Regions from separate parts of the Mus musculus genome. Here regions 2 and 3 are each linked to region 1. A link is a contact called in public HiChIP or PLAC-seq and promoter capture Hi-C data. All regions are on one chromosome and are shown on one strand. The core of a region is the stretch at or near the end of the contact, and the rest is flanking DNA. Distances in the headings are between cores, read along the strand shown. Region 1 holds the start of Clspn (claspin). Region 2 overlaps Psmb2 (proteasome (prosome, macropain) subunit, beta type 2). Region 3 overlaps AU040320 (expressed sequence AU040320).

Evidence for each region. Promoter capture Hi-C pulls out the DNA fragments that hold promoters and counts their contacts. HiChIP or PLAC-seq counts read pairs in DNA pulled down with a chosen protein or histone mark.
Region 2: a contact with region 1 is called in an H3K4me3 HiChIP or PLAC-seq map of bone marrow-derived macrophages, with 3 times the contacts expected there. The contact joins the enhancer-like site here to the promoter of Clspn in region 1. A contact is called at or near these places in 12 of 39 promoter capture datasets (the 3T3-L1 cell line, the C10 cell line, the HPC-7 cell line and 7 more), 3 of 484 Hi-C or Micro-C datasets (Th1 cells, epiblasts and granulocyte-monocyte progenitors), 3 of 115 datasets of contacts at active chromatin or transcription factors (bone marrow-derived macrophages and embryonic stem cells) and 4 of 9 other capture datasets (adipose tissue, liver, macrophages and 1 more).
Region 3: a promoter capture Hi-C map of liver shows a contact between it and region 1, with 4 times the contacts expected there. The contact joins the enhancer-like site here to the promoter of Clspn in region 1. A contact is called at or near these places in 4 of 39 promoter capture datasets (cranial neural crest, frontonasal cranial neural crest, hippocampal neurons and 1 more), 3 of 115 datasets of contacts at active chromatin or transcription factors (bone marrow-derived macrophages, embryonic basal ganglia and pancreatic cancer cells) and 3 of 9 other capture datasets (adipose tissue, liver and pancreatic islet).

What each region holds. Positions count from the first base shown.
Region 1 is chr4:126,554,509-126,558,387 of GRCm38.p6, forward strand. It overlaps Clspn (claspin), which reads left to right and starts at 2,472. Exons shown (of 26, transcript NM_175554.4): 1 at 2,472-2,629. The coding sequence starts at 2,606.
Region 2 is chr4:126,705,763-126,709,522 of GRCm38.p6, forward strand. It overlaps Psmb2 (proteasome (prosome, macropain) subunit, beta type 2), which reads left to right. Exons shown (of 6, transcript NM_011970.4): 4 at 296-458; 5 at 1,792-1,841; 6 at 3,717-3,760. Among named protein-coding and RNA genes, the nearest start is that of Tfap2e, 29 kb to the right of the region's middle. Within about 2 kb of position 1,554, at least 8 of the 459 cell types and tissues checked have an H3K27ac peak or open chromatin away from gene starts, as enhancers often do.
Region 3 is chr4:126,776,854-126,780,627 of GRCm38.p6, forward strand. The region is part of intron 2 of AU040320 (expressed sequence AU040320); the gene reads left to right. Among named protein-coding and RNA genes, the nearest start is that of AU040320, 25 kb to the left of the region's middle. Within about 2 kb of position 2,423, at least 49 of the 459 cell types and tissues checked have an H3K27ac peak or open chromatin away from gene starts, as enhancers often do.

The sequences.
Region 1 (3,879 bases), core at 1,222-3,721:
GCTAAGAGCACTTGCTGCTCTCACCTCTGCCTAGTGATTTACAGTCCCTTTAACTCCAGCTTCAGAGGATTCTAGTCCCAGACTCCACATGCTAGAAGGAGAATACACGTTGTTATCAGTCCTCCACATGGGCCAGGGCCTTCCCTCCACCAAAAAAAAAAAAAAAAAAAAGTAGAATAACATTACTGAAACTTACCACTGGGTGGCAGTGTTTCTCCATAAATAAGGTGTCACAGGCCTTTGGATTAAATCAGTTCATAAATTCTACAGAATTATAGTAAAGCTATAGTAACATGATTGACTCTTTTTCGAAAAGAAAAGAAATATAGAGACATATCAGGGAGGGAGAGCATTTATTTAGCATGGATGAGGGCACCGGCTTTGATTCTCAGCACAAAACCAAGAGTCAAAAATAGCATTGTAGGCATCTCTTCAAGCTTTTCTTACTCTTTAGCTCGATTTTGTTCATTTCCGTGGAACAAATAATAACAGAACACTTGAGAATGGCACGAATGTGTTAAGTTCCATTTTTCTCATGTACTTGTAATCTCGGCATATTTATTTATTTATTTATTTATTTATTTATGTGTGTGTGTGTGTGTGTGTGTATGTGAGAGAGAGAGAGAGAGAGAGAGAGAGAGACATATGCTAGTGCTGCATACGACATATGTGTGGAGATCAGAGGATAACTTTGAGGAGTCTCTCCTTCCCGTCCACTGTGGGTTCTAGGGACAGAACTCGCCTAGGCTCTAGGGTGGTTGAGGCCTCTGCTGTAAGCACCTTCACCTGCTGATCCATCTTGCTGGCCTAGAACTGATTTGTGTATACTGATTCTGTGTGCTATGTCAAGATCCAAAGTGCCTAATTTTAGAAGTACAGGCTAACAGATGAAAGTCATTTTTATTCATTTTGGTGTTTATGGGTATTTTGCTTGAATGTATGTCTGTGCTCCACATCCATGCCTGTTGCCCATGGAGACCAGAAAAGGGTATCAGGGCTCCTGGAACTGGAGTTATGAATAGTTTTGAGCTGCCATGTTGGTGATAGGAGTTGAACCAGGGTCCTCTGGAAAAGCAACCAGTGATCTTAACCTCTGAACTGTCGTTCCAGCCCTCAGAAATAATTCTTTAGACAGAAGTGTAATTTGGGGCAACAGAACAGGAGAAGGGAGATTTTGGAGGATGCTCTCGGTGAGCCTGGAAATCATAAAGAGCAGGTGACAGTGGACGCGAGACGATCACATTACTTCCCTTACACGCTTCCTCCAAAGATTAAGAGAATGATGATTATAAAATTCTGCCCATTGTTTGTCACAAACTGTATGGCCAATAAAAGTCAGTCCTCCAAATGCTGGAGGAAGTGCTACAGATAGATGCATATTTGTGAATCATTGATGTATACGGTCATAGTAAAATAGCCTTTTTTTTTTTAAAAAGGGGGTAAAATATGAGGATGGGACTCTTTTTTGTATTTTTTGGAAGCCTGGAGATTATACCAGGGAGGGCCTCATGCAAACTAACTAAGCAAGAGCTCTACTACTGAGCTGCATCCCCAGCTCAAGACCCTTAGGGGTGTAGAAGTGGGCGGAGATGTGGAGAAATGGAGTTGTTTTTTATCTGAATGTGTATTCAGATAAAGGGGAGACCAGTGTCAGAGGTGACTGTCATCCCTCGTATCCTCTGAGGAGATTCTAGGGATGTGAGGTTTTCCGTGCTAAACCTGGGAAAGTCCTAAGCAAACTGGACAGAGTTGGTCACCATACCAGAATAGGTGAAGGGGGGTGGGGGGAGTTAGAGAGGAGGGGGGTTTGGGTGGGATGGAGGATAATAAATACTCAGATCTTTCTTTCCCTGTGCCAGCTGGTCTCTTTATAATAACTTTGTAAGGAGTTTTAACACTGGCTTGACCATTCAGAAGACAAAAGACAAGTCAGCTGGGACAATACAGTCCAGAAAGGACATTCTTGCCTGCCTATAGAACATGGGGAAGAAAGGACAGAGAATCGACCCGAAGAGGTAAAAACATTAACTCTGCAGGTTAGGATTGCTCCAGGGATGAACTGATGGAGAAAGCCTCCACTGGGGTCTAAGGTTCCCTCAGCAAAAAATTCAGGTGTGGGACACTCCCAGAATCCTGGGAACTTCTTCCCAGTTCACTTCCTGCATTGAAATTTCTCTCCTCTAATTGCATACGGTACGACCCATCGAACGAAGACATAGGTCAAAAGTCCAAGAACATCATTCGCAAGATACCTTCTTTCTAAGCCATAGCGCGGGATCTCTTCGCTCCCCGAGAACCCCCAGACACCCCAAAGCCACTCCTAGATCTGTTTGACAAGAGCAGCCGCAACCCGCCAAACCAACGCAAATTACATTTGCCGGGCAGGCAGGAGGCGCCTCCTGATTGGCAGGGCGATAGGGGTGGGGCCTCGGAGGGAAACCCTCCCTCGGATTGGTGCAAACCCTCAAGGTTGAGCGTTGTACCGCGTCTGGGCGCGAAAGCTCGAACTTCGCTGCCGAGCTGGAGACGGCGGGAGCTGTCGCCGTCAAGTTGAGGTTACTGCAGACACGTTCTCCTGGAGCTGTGCGGAAGGGAGGCCGGAATCATGACCGGCGAGGTGGGTTCTGAGGTGAGTTTAGGCTCTGGTCCGGGCTGTGGAGGCCTTTCGCTGAGGGCCGAGTGGGACAGTCAACCCAGCAGGGCCAGAGCGCCGAGCCGGGAGGACTACAATTCCCGGCGTGCACCGCTCCGAGACCACTGGACTGAGTCTGGGGGCCTCTGGAGGGTCTCCATCTGGCTTCCCGCGCTCAGTCCCCACAGCTTCTGGTTCGGCGGCGCGCGCTGTTGTCCGCCCAGCCGGGTCCTCAGCTTGTCACTGCAGCCCGCCTTGCTCTTTGGCGCGTTTCCTGCCGCGCAAGCTCCCTTTACAGCATCCCCACAAAAAAAAAAAAAAAAAAAAAAAAAAAAAAGGCCTTGGCCAGCCTGGCCTGGAAGTTGTGGGGTGGGAGTCTCTGTAAGCACAGGGTGAGGGGTATAAGCAGTTGGAACTCTGGTTCTGGAAGGAACTTGTAAGGGTGTCGCGCGTGGGCCCACAGTCTTTGCCTACAGTGGCCTGGCTCACAGCGTCCTTCCAGTAGCTGGTGACTCACTAGTGGAATTTGGCCATAGAAAACCTTTTCCGTGATCTGTGTTCTTTTCTGGAGCCAGGACTAGGGCCAAATAGTTGCCTTAAGAACAGATTTAATGGGGGTACCAGAAAAACCTAATCACCAAAGGAAAGCCTTTTTGTTGTTGTTGTTGTTGTTGTTGTTTTTTTTTTTTTTTTTTTTTTGAGACAGGGTTTCTCTGTGTAGCCCTGGCCGCCCTGGAACTCACTCTGTAGACCAGGCTGGTCTCGAACTCAGAAATCCTCCTGCCTCTGCCGAGTGCTGGGATTAAAGGCGTGCGCCCCCACGCCTGGCTATGAAAGCCTTATTTTGACATGAAGTTTTCACGATTAGATATTGAACAAAATAACAGACTTTAATCAAGATCTCGTTGTGCACCAACCTGTCTTTTTGCCTCACTAGGATTTTTTTAAAAAGCCTTAATTTAAATAACATTATTTTCAAAAGGTGGCTGACTTCATAAGCCACACTTTTGCTGACTCTTACTAGAAAGAGAGAAAGAAAGAAAGAAAGAAAGAAAGAAAACAAACATAAAAGTAGGAGACAAAGACAGGGAGGCAAAGTTAGAAGAATGGTATGTGAGCACAATTATGACATGAGTGAGTGTGTGTGTGTGTGTGTGTGACTATCACAGTGGGATCTGAAGGATGGCTCATAAATAAAGACATTTGTTTTGAAGCCTGACAGCGTGACTTCTATCCCCAGGACTCAC
Region 2 (3,760 bases), core at 304-2,803, 150 kb after region 1:
AGAAGGAGGGAGGGAGGGAGGAAGGGAGGGAGGGAGGGAGGGAGGGAGGGAGGGAGGGGAAGGTTTTAGGCCTGGCTGTAAGTCAAGCCCCCTTACCTGCTGAGCCTTGTCAACTCTCCATACCAGGTTCTTTTTCCATAGGCTTTAAGTAGAAACAAAAAAGCTTTTTGTTTTACCTCTGACAATACTAGAAGTCCTCCAGATAGGTGTTTATTTTTATTTCCACTGTGATTTAGTCAATGTTCTTATTTGTCAAGAGCTCTCATCCCCACTTTGCTGTGTGCTTCCTTTGCAGACCCCATATCATGTGAACCTCCTCCTGGCTGGCTATGACGAGCATGAAGGGCCAGCCCTTTACTACATGGACTACCTGGCAGCCTTGGCTAAGGCTCCTTTTGCAGCTCATGGCTATGGTGCCTTTCTGACTCTCAGCATCCTTGACCGATACTACACACCTAGTAAGTACTAGCACTCTAGGGAGAGAGCAGTGCACAGCTGTGCCCTTAGCTTTCTCAGTCTTGGAGTTGGCTGGCTATGCCCTAGGTAGAGGACAGCTCCTCTCTAGAAGCTGTTCTCTCTTTTGTGGATCAATGCAGTCTTCAAAAACCTTATTGATAAAAGTCTTCCCGACCACCAAAATAAGATACTCCTGTGTCTGGTGCTGGGTTTTGCCGTGCTGAAGTTAGATGCTGGAGTGGATGTCAGCGTGAGTGAGAGCTCTTCTGTCCGGTTCTCTAGCTTCACTCTCGTTCATTCTCCTCCCTAGGTGATTGTTAACATCTCAGCTGTAGAAAGTGAGCCAAGCAGTTTATGTTTTGAACTTGTGAGGACTTCTTTGTTTAAACAAAGCTTTTGAAGGCCATTCTTACCTGCATATAAAATTGTTTCTTCCCTTGTATCTAAACTGATAGCTTGACAAAACTTGGGATAAGCAGTGTTTTTGTGCTGAGTTCTGTCTTCTGACACGAATCTCATGCTCTCTGTAGCCACTGTGGACAGAGAGGACTTGAATCCAGCTGTCACAGGCTAGGACTGCAGCAGTTAACCACTCTCTCCTTACGCTCCCATCTCCCTGTCAGCAGCATGACAACTGGCACAGTTTTTTCTTTTTGATGCTGCCCTCATACTCGACCTCAGCCATGCTAGAGCTCCAGGCCACGTCCTGAAAAGAATTAGCCTGGCCTCCTGGTGACTGTCTCCTGATTTGGCATCTGTCAGTAATACAGCTGATTCCCCCACCAAAATAACCAGCAGCCACCCTTGAAGCCTAATGCATAATATGTCATCCCAGTTAGCCATGCCTACCAACAATCCCTTTGGATCCCGTCTAGAAGCCCCAAGCCCATCCTCTAATTGTCTTCCCATTGTTAAGCTGAGACCCAGCTGGGAGAGTAAGGATGGAACTCGAGCCTTGCCCCTCTCCCTGACTTGCAGCTGGCAAAGGCAGATGGAATTGATTTAAGCCCTGGACTAAAGGATTGGTGAGGGTGAGCCATGAAAAAGAGGGGCTGGCTGCTGGACTTCTTCAGAGGCAGGTCCAGGCCGGGAGACAGAATTCCGTCATGCTTACCCTCCTCTGTAGCAAATCAATTCGTAATGGCTCTTGACCGTGGGAGCACTGGGTCTGGGGCGCCCTCCTCTGCATGTGGAGTAAGACTGTCGTAGGCTAGAAGGCTGGACACGTTTTGTCTTTTCCAATTGTGTGGCCCCCCGACCTGAGGAAGCTGAAACAAGCTGTTGAGTGCAGGACACAGACAGCCTTCAGTGCTCAGCCTCTGTTTTCTCTTTCAGCCATCTCACGTGAGAGGGCAGTGGAGCTTCTTAGGAAGTGTCTGGAGGAGGTGAGTAGCTCCCAGGGCATCCTGGAGGAACGGCTTCTCTCAGTCTGAAGCATCGTTCCTGATCTTGGCTGCTTTTTTCTGCTCCTTGCCAGCAGGTAGTAATAAGACCCTCTGACCAAATGTGAACTTGCTACCAGTGATGGAGGCTGATGTGGGTGATGGGCTTATTCTCTCATGGGTCACTGCCTCATTAATGGCAGGTTTACAATTTAATTACAATTAAATTAAGTTAATTACAGCTCATTTCTGGATCATCCAGACTAGTGATTCTTAAAATTCACTGTAGGTAAGAATTATCTTGGGGCACCTTTCCTTTTCCCTGGTCGGCCCCAGCACCCAGTTCTGAATCTTCTGTAGTTGGTGGAGACTGAGTCTCTGGTTTTAACTGGCAACCAAGTGATTTTAATACTGGTGCTGATCAGGCCTTTGCCGTAAGAGAGAGGCCGTCTGGATGTCAGACACTCCCTACTGTGCCGCCTAGAAACTCTGCTCCTTTAACTGTGCATTTGGATGACCCTGGAAAGCACCTGGGAAGTTTTGGGTCAGAGGTAGAGAAAAATCTTTTGTTTGGGGAGGCCAAGAACCCCAAATCTGATGGTTGCAGTAAGAGTGTAAGGATATAGGATAAAGTGGCCAAAACTCGCCTTGTTGTTAGACCTTGTCATTCTTTTATTTTTCTCATAGCTTAAGAATGGGAATGAAGTAAGTGTCCAGTGAGAGCAGGGGAGATGATGGGTGTCAGTCTGTGTGTTTCTTAGCCATTCAGCTGAGAAACAGTATTACCCATAAATATTCTAAGGGGTAGCCGGGAAGAAGACACTATAATATCAGGTGGTCTTGAAATTTTATTTCCCTTAGATCTTAAAAAAAAATTAGAGTCAGGCATGGAAGTACATGCCTTTAGTCCCAGCAGTCAAAAATCCCAGAGGCGTGTGGGTGAATTTTTCTGTGTTGGAGACCGACTTGGTATACATAGCAAGTATCAGGCCAACCAAGGCTACAAGTGAGTCCTTGTCTTTAAAAAAAAAAAAACATTTTTAAAGGAAACCGTTGTTTGCTTATTGTCACCCTTTCTTGAACTTTGACCTTGATTCTAGATATGAGCCGACAGCCAGAGAGAACTGTGGAAATGAAATAGACTGTTATTGCCTGGTCCTCGGCCGCAGAGGAGATGGACATTAGGGCGGGCGGTCAGAAGCCTGAGGTCATTTCCAAATAGTCTCCCAAGGAAGTAGATGGAGAGCCGATGTCTTCTGGAGGCTCTTAGAGAGGTGTTTAGCAAGGACAGCCACAGAAGTGAAGATTTCTGAGCTGCACTTCTCAGTAGTCAGCTTCCATGGGTGTAGACTGTTCCTCTAGAGCAGCCTTTACCTGGACTGGGAGGGCCAGGATTCTGTGGACAGCATCCCAGCATCCCTGCAGCTACACACACTCCCTTATATAGCTCTTCTCACACAGGGAAATGACTACATAAACTGTTGAGACCTAAGATAGCCAGCCCGTGTGGGTCCAGACTTGGTTCTTTGTTCCTTGCTAGCCGCTACCTGAAGACTTTTTAAAGAGGCAAGTGTGTCCTTGTAAGCTGATTGGTGTCAGGCTGTGGGGGTGAACATTGGATTGTCTTGTGCACCAGCTGACTGACCAGAGTCAGGCTCACAGCTACCATTTCACAGAACTTGGTCACTACCTTCCAGTCAGCCTCCAGCTACTTTCTAGACACTCTTCCATGGCATAGTACCAGCTGCCCCTAGTAGAATATTGGTTTGGTTTCACAAAGAGAGGTTTTACACTTGACATTTTCTCTTAGAACAGAACCTGCCACATGGTTAGTATTCAGTAAATGTTTGCTGACAGATTTCTTTCATGTCCCTGCAGCTCCAGAAGCGCTTCATCTTGAATCTGCCCACCTTCAGTGTCCG
Region 3 (3,774 bases), core at 1,173-3,672, 220 kb after region 1:
GAAGTCCTCTACAGTATGTGTGTTGGGGGCCTCATATCAGCTGGTGTATACTGTCTGTTTGGTGGCCCAGTGTTTGAAAGATCTCGGGGGTCCAGATTAATTGAGACTGCTGGTCCTCCTATAGGATCGCCCTTCTCCTCAGCTTCTTTCAGCCTTCCCTAACTCAACAACAGGGCTCAGCTGCTTCTGTCCATTGGTTGGGTTAGTGTTCATTTCTGATTCGGGTTTTACAGTTTTAAGGGAACTGTTCTCTACCTGTTAAAAATGCCCACTAGCCCACAACTCACTGTTTATTGACCGAAAGCAACCCGAGTCAGCTGGAGGCTATGGAAATGGGCCTGCCAGCGTGAATGAGTCTTAATCAGAATAAATGAAGCTGCCTTGTACATAGGCACTCAAGAGCCATATTCCATTTCATAAAATCAAGTAATTTGTATCCTGTAGGGTCAGTCTTCGGCATCTGGTCTGTAACTTGCAACTCCGAGTCTGCACTACAGCAGCCCAGCTTGCCTCTCCCTGTGTGCTCCCCTCTACCAGCTCCTGACTGCTTGGCTTTCAGAGTTGCCCTCTGCAGTGCTCGCTCCCCAGGGTGCGCTCAGAAGCTGCACACTGACATTTCTCACAAGGTGCTTTCCAAATAACATGGTGGATTTTACTGCTGTTCCTTCTGTGAAGGTTAAAGGGTGGAAGCTCAGCCTCTCGGCTCAGGAAGGCAGACCTAGAACAGGATTATCTACCCAGGATGGACAAGACAGAAGCAAAACTTTTCTTGTCTGTGCCTAGAGCTTTTCTCTGACAAGTGTTCTCTCCATTCCTTTCCCTTCCCGAGCTGCTTTGATTGAGCTGTTTTGCCTCCACCCTTCCGTACTTCTGTGGGAAGTACTTGCAGCATGGCTGCCTCCATCAGTGGGGAAGAAACGGTAGAGGGTGGAAGCCCCTGTATTCCGCAGGCTCCTAGAGGTTGTCATGTGTCAGAGACAGACACACATGACATGTTTTGATGCCCTGCCTAGAATCAATCTTGGAATTACTTTCTTTTGACTAAACCCAGAAACAATGTCATTTCATAGAGACAGCAATCTCTTTGTGTTTGGAGAGAGTCCAGAATAGGTAATTAGTGGTCAGGAGCCTTGACCAACTCATCCAGATTTTAAATTTGTCAGTAGACTGCATAAATTATGAAATGTGAAAATGTGAAAGTATAGGGTAAAGAACAATGTATCAAAATATATGTCATGAAAGTAAAGCCAGTTGAAGCTGCATGTCTGTACTGGGTAAGAGGACAAAAATGTCTGCACGCCATAGCGCTGCACTTTTCTAGTATTAGTAACCCTTGGCGCTTTAGGGGTGTTTGTCATAGTTGGAGGCTTCAATTATGCTAATTTTTTCAAGTACTGGGAATTGAATTCACAGTCTTTAGCATATTAGGCAAGTACTCTATTACAGAAATACAGTCCTGTGTCCCTACCAGCTGCATTTTTAATAAGTTCCCTAAGATATTTATTGTTTTGTTTTAAGGTTTGTTTATTATAAATAAGTATACTATTACTGTCTTCAGACACACCAGAAGAGGGCGTCAGATCTCAATACGGGTGGTTGTGAGCCACTATGTGGTTGCTGGGAATTGAACTCAGGACCTTTGGAAGAGCAGTCAGTGCTCCTACCCGCTGAGCCATCTCGCCAGCCCATATTTATTGTTTTTAATTTTATTTTTTGTGTGGGATGTGTATATATGTGCACATGGGTATATATGCATGTGTGCTTATGCAGGTAAAGGCCAGAAGTTGATGCTGAGTGTCTTTTTAACCCTCTCTACATATTTATTTATACATTTTTAGATAAGGTCATCACTATATAGCCTGGAAATCACTATGTGGACCAGGAGTACAAACTCACAGAGATCTGCTCCCTCTGCCTCCTGAGTGCGACCACGCCTGGCCTTACCTATGTTTTGTGAGAATGAAACTTTCACTAAACCAGAACATGAGTTAGTTAGACCAGGCGGGCTGGCCAGAGAGCTTCAGGGATGCTCATGACTCTCTACCAGCCCCCCCTTCAGACCTGGGGTTCCAGGCCCAGCTACTGCCCCTGGCTTTTCTCATGGGGCTCTGAACTCAGGTCTTCAGGCTTGTGCAGTAGGCATCTTACCAAGTGAGCTACCCTTCCAGCCTTCTTTAAGATATGCCATCCAGATAGTGACAACCAATAGCTAGGCGTTATTACATACTGTAAATACTTTTCAGGTCAATAGATACTATACCAGGCTAAAATCAACCTAGTTCCTACCATTAGAGTTCACAGTATGGAGCAGGGAAGAGGGAGAAAGGATGGACACATGACACAGTCTAAGATGTGCCATGGGAGCACAAAGAATAGGGCAGAGAGGAGCCCAGCCCTCTCCATCGCAGGCGGCTGGTGAGACTCGGGCTATTTTGATTCCTTTGAACCCCCCTCTCCTGGATTCCTCTGAAGTGGTTTCAGTCTGCCCGGCTCAGATTTTCACTTCTTTATGTCAGAGGAAGCTATGGAGGGAGAATACTGCAGCTCTGTAGCGTCTAGAGAGTCAGAGCCCTGAGAACATTATTTTTGTACAGATACAGATTGGCTTTGATTTAATTTAAATAAACTGGCTCTCAGCAGTTCTAAGAATACTAACTACTCACACGGCTCCGCTTTCATTTACACACAGATGAGGAAGCATCTGCAGCCCTCCGTTTTATTTGCTATAAGCAAAAAAGTGCTTTGAGATATTTAAGTTTTGGAAGCTCAGTTGTGTCGAGTCCTCATATGTCCCAGTTCAGCCTGCTGCAGATGTTTTTTTTTTTTTTAATTATTTTTTTATGACACTTACATAATGCTACAGAAGGGAGGCTTTCAATGGATAAAGTGACAAACTTTTCCTCTATTTGCCATATCTGCTGAAATAACGTTTTACAGCTAGCTGTATTTTTCTTTGTTTCCTTTCATGCTCATTGCTAATTTATTTAATCTGTACGACTTTGCTGTAGCTTTCTAAATGACCTTTTCTTTAGAAACAAGAAAACAAACCAGGGGTGGGGGGAAAAGCCTTCTCCAAAACAAAACAGGGCTCTGATTCAAGGTTCTTTGTGTGGGTTTCAGAAGGAGGTTGGTGTGATTGTAGTTGAATGCAAATAATTTATCAGCTCATAATAACTGCAGTCAGAGACGGCAATCAACTGCAGCTTCCTAACAATAACAGGGACGAGGGGGCCGCGCCGCGCAGGGACTGCTAGCTCCTGGCTTCAGAGCTAGGTACTTTTTATTTTTTACATTTTCTTTCCTTCCCAGAGCCCACACTTTTATATACAAATCAAAGCTTATCTGTTATCATTTGATACCTGTGCTTTTGCAATACAAAGACAGCCTTCCATGGAGAGGTGTGGGCTCCTCTCACGCTGAGGTTTGGAGGCGTGCTCTCCTTGCTGACAGCATTCTCTAGAGTCTTTTAGTCATAAGGTGGTGGGAGAAAAAGCAAATCAGGATTCTGAGTACATCACATGCAGCAACGTAACCCCCCTAGTTACAGGGTTGTTGGTTGTTTTTCTTTTTTTTTAAAGTACACGTTTTAATCATTTGCCTTCAATCTGCCTTGAAATATTATAAAGGCCTTAATGACTGGATTGTTTCTGAGCAGGTGACTTTATGGTAAGAGAGCTATTTTCAGCCATACCAGTGATTTGATTAACACTTGGTTGTGAAAAATGCCTCTGGGCTAAACCTTGACAGATGGGCCTTTGAAACGTCATGACAACT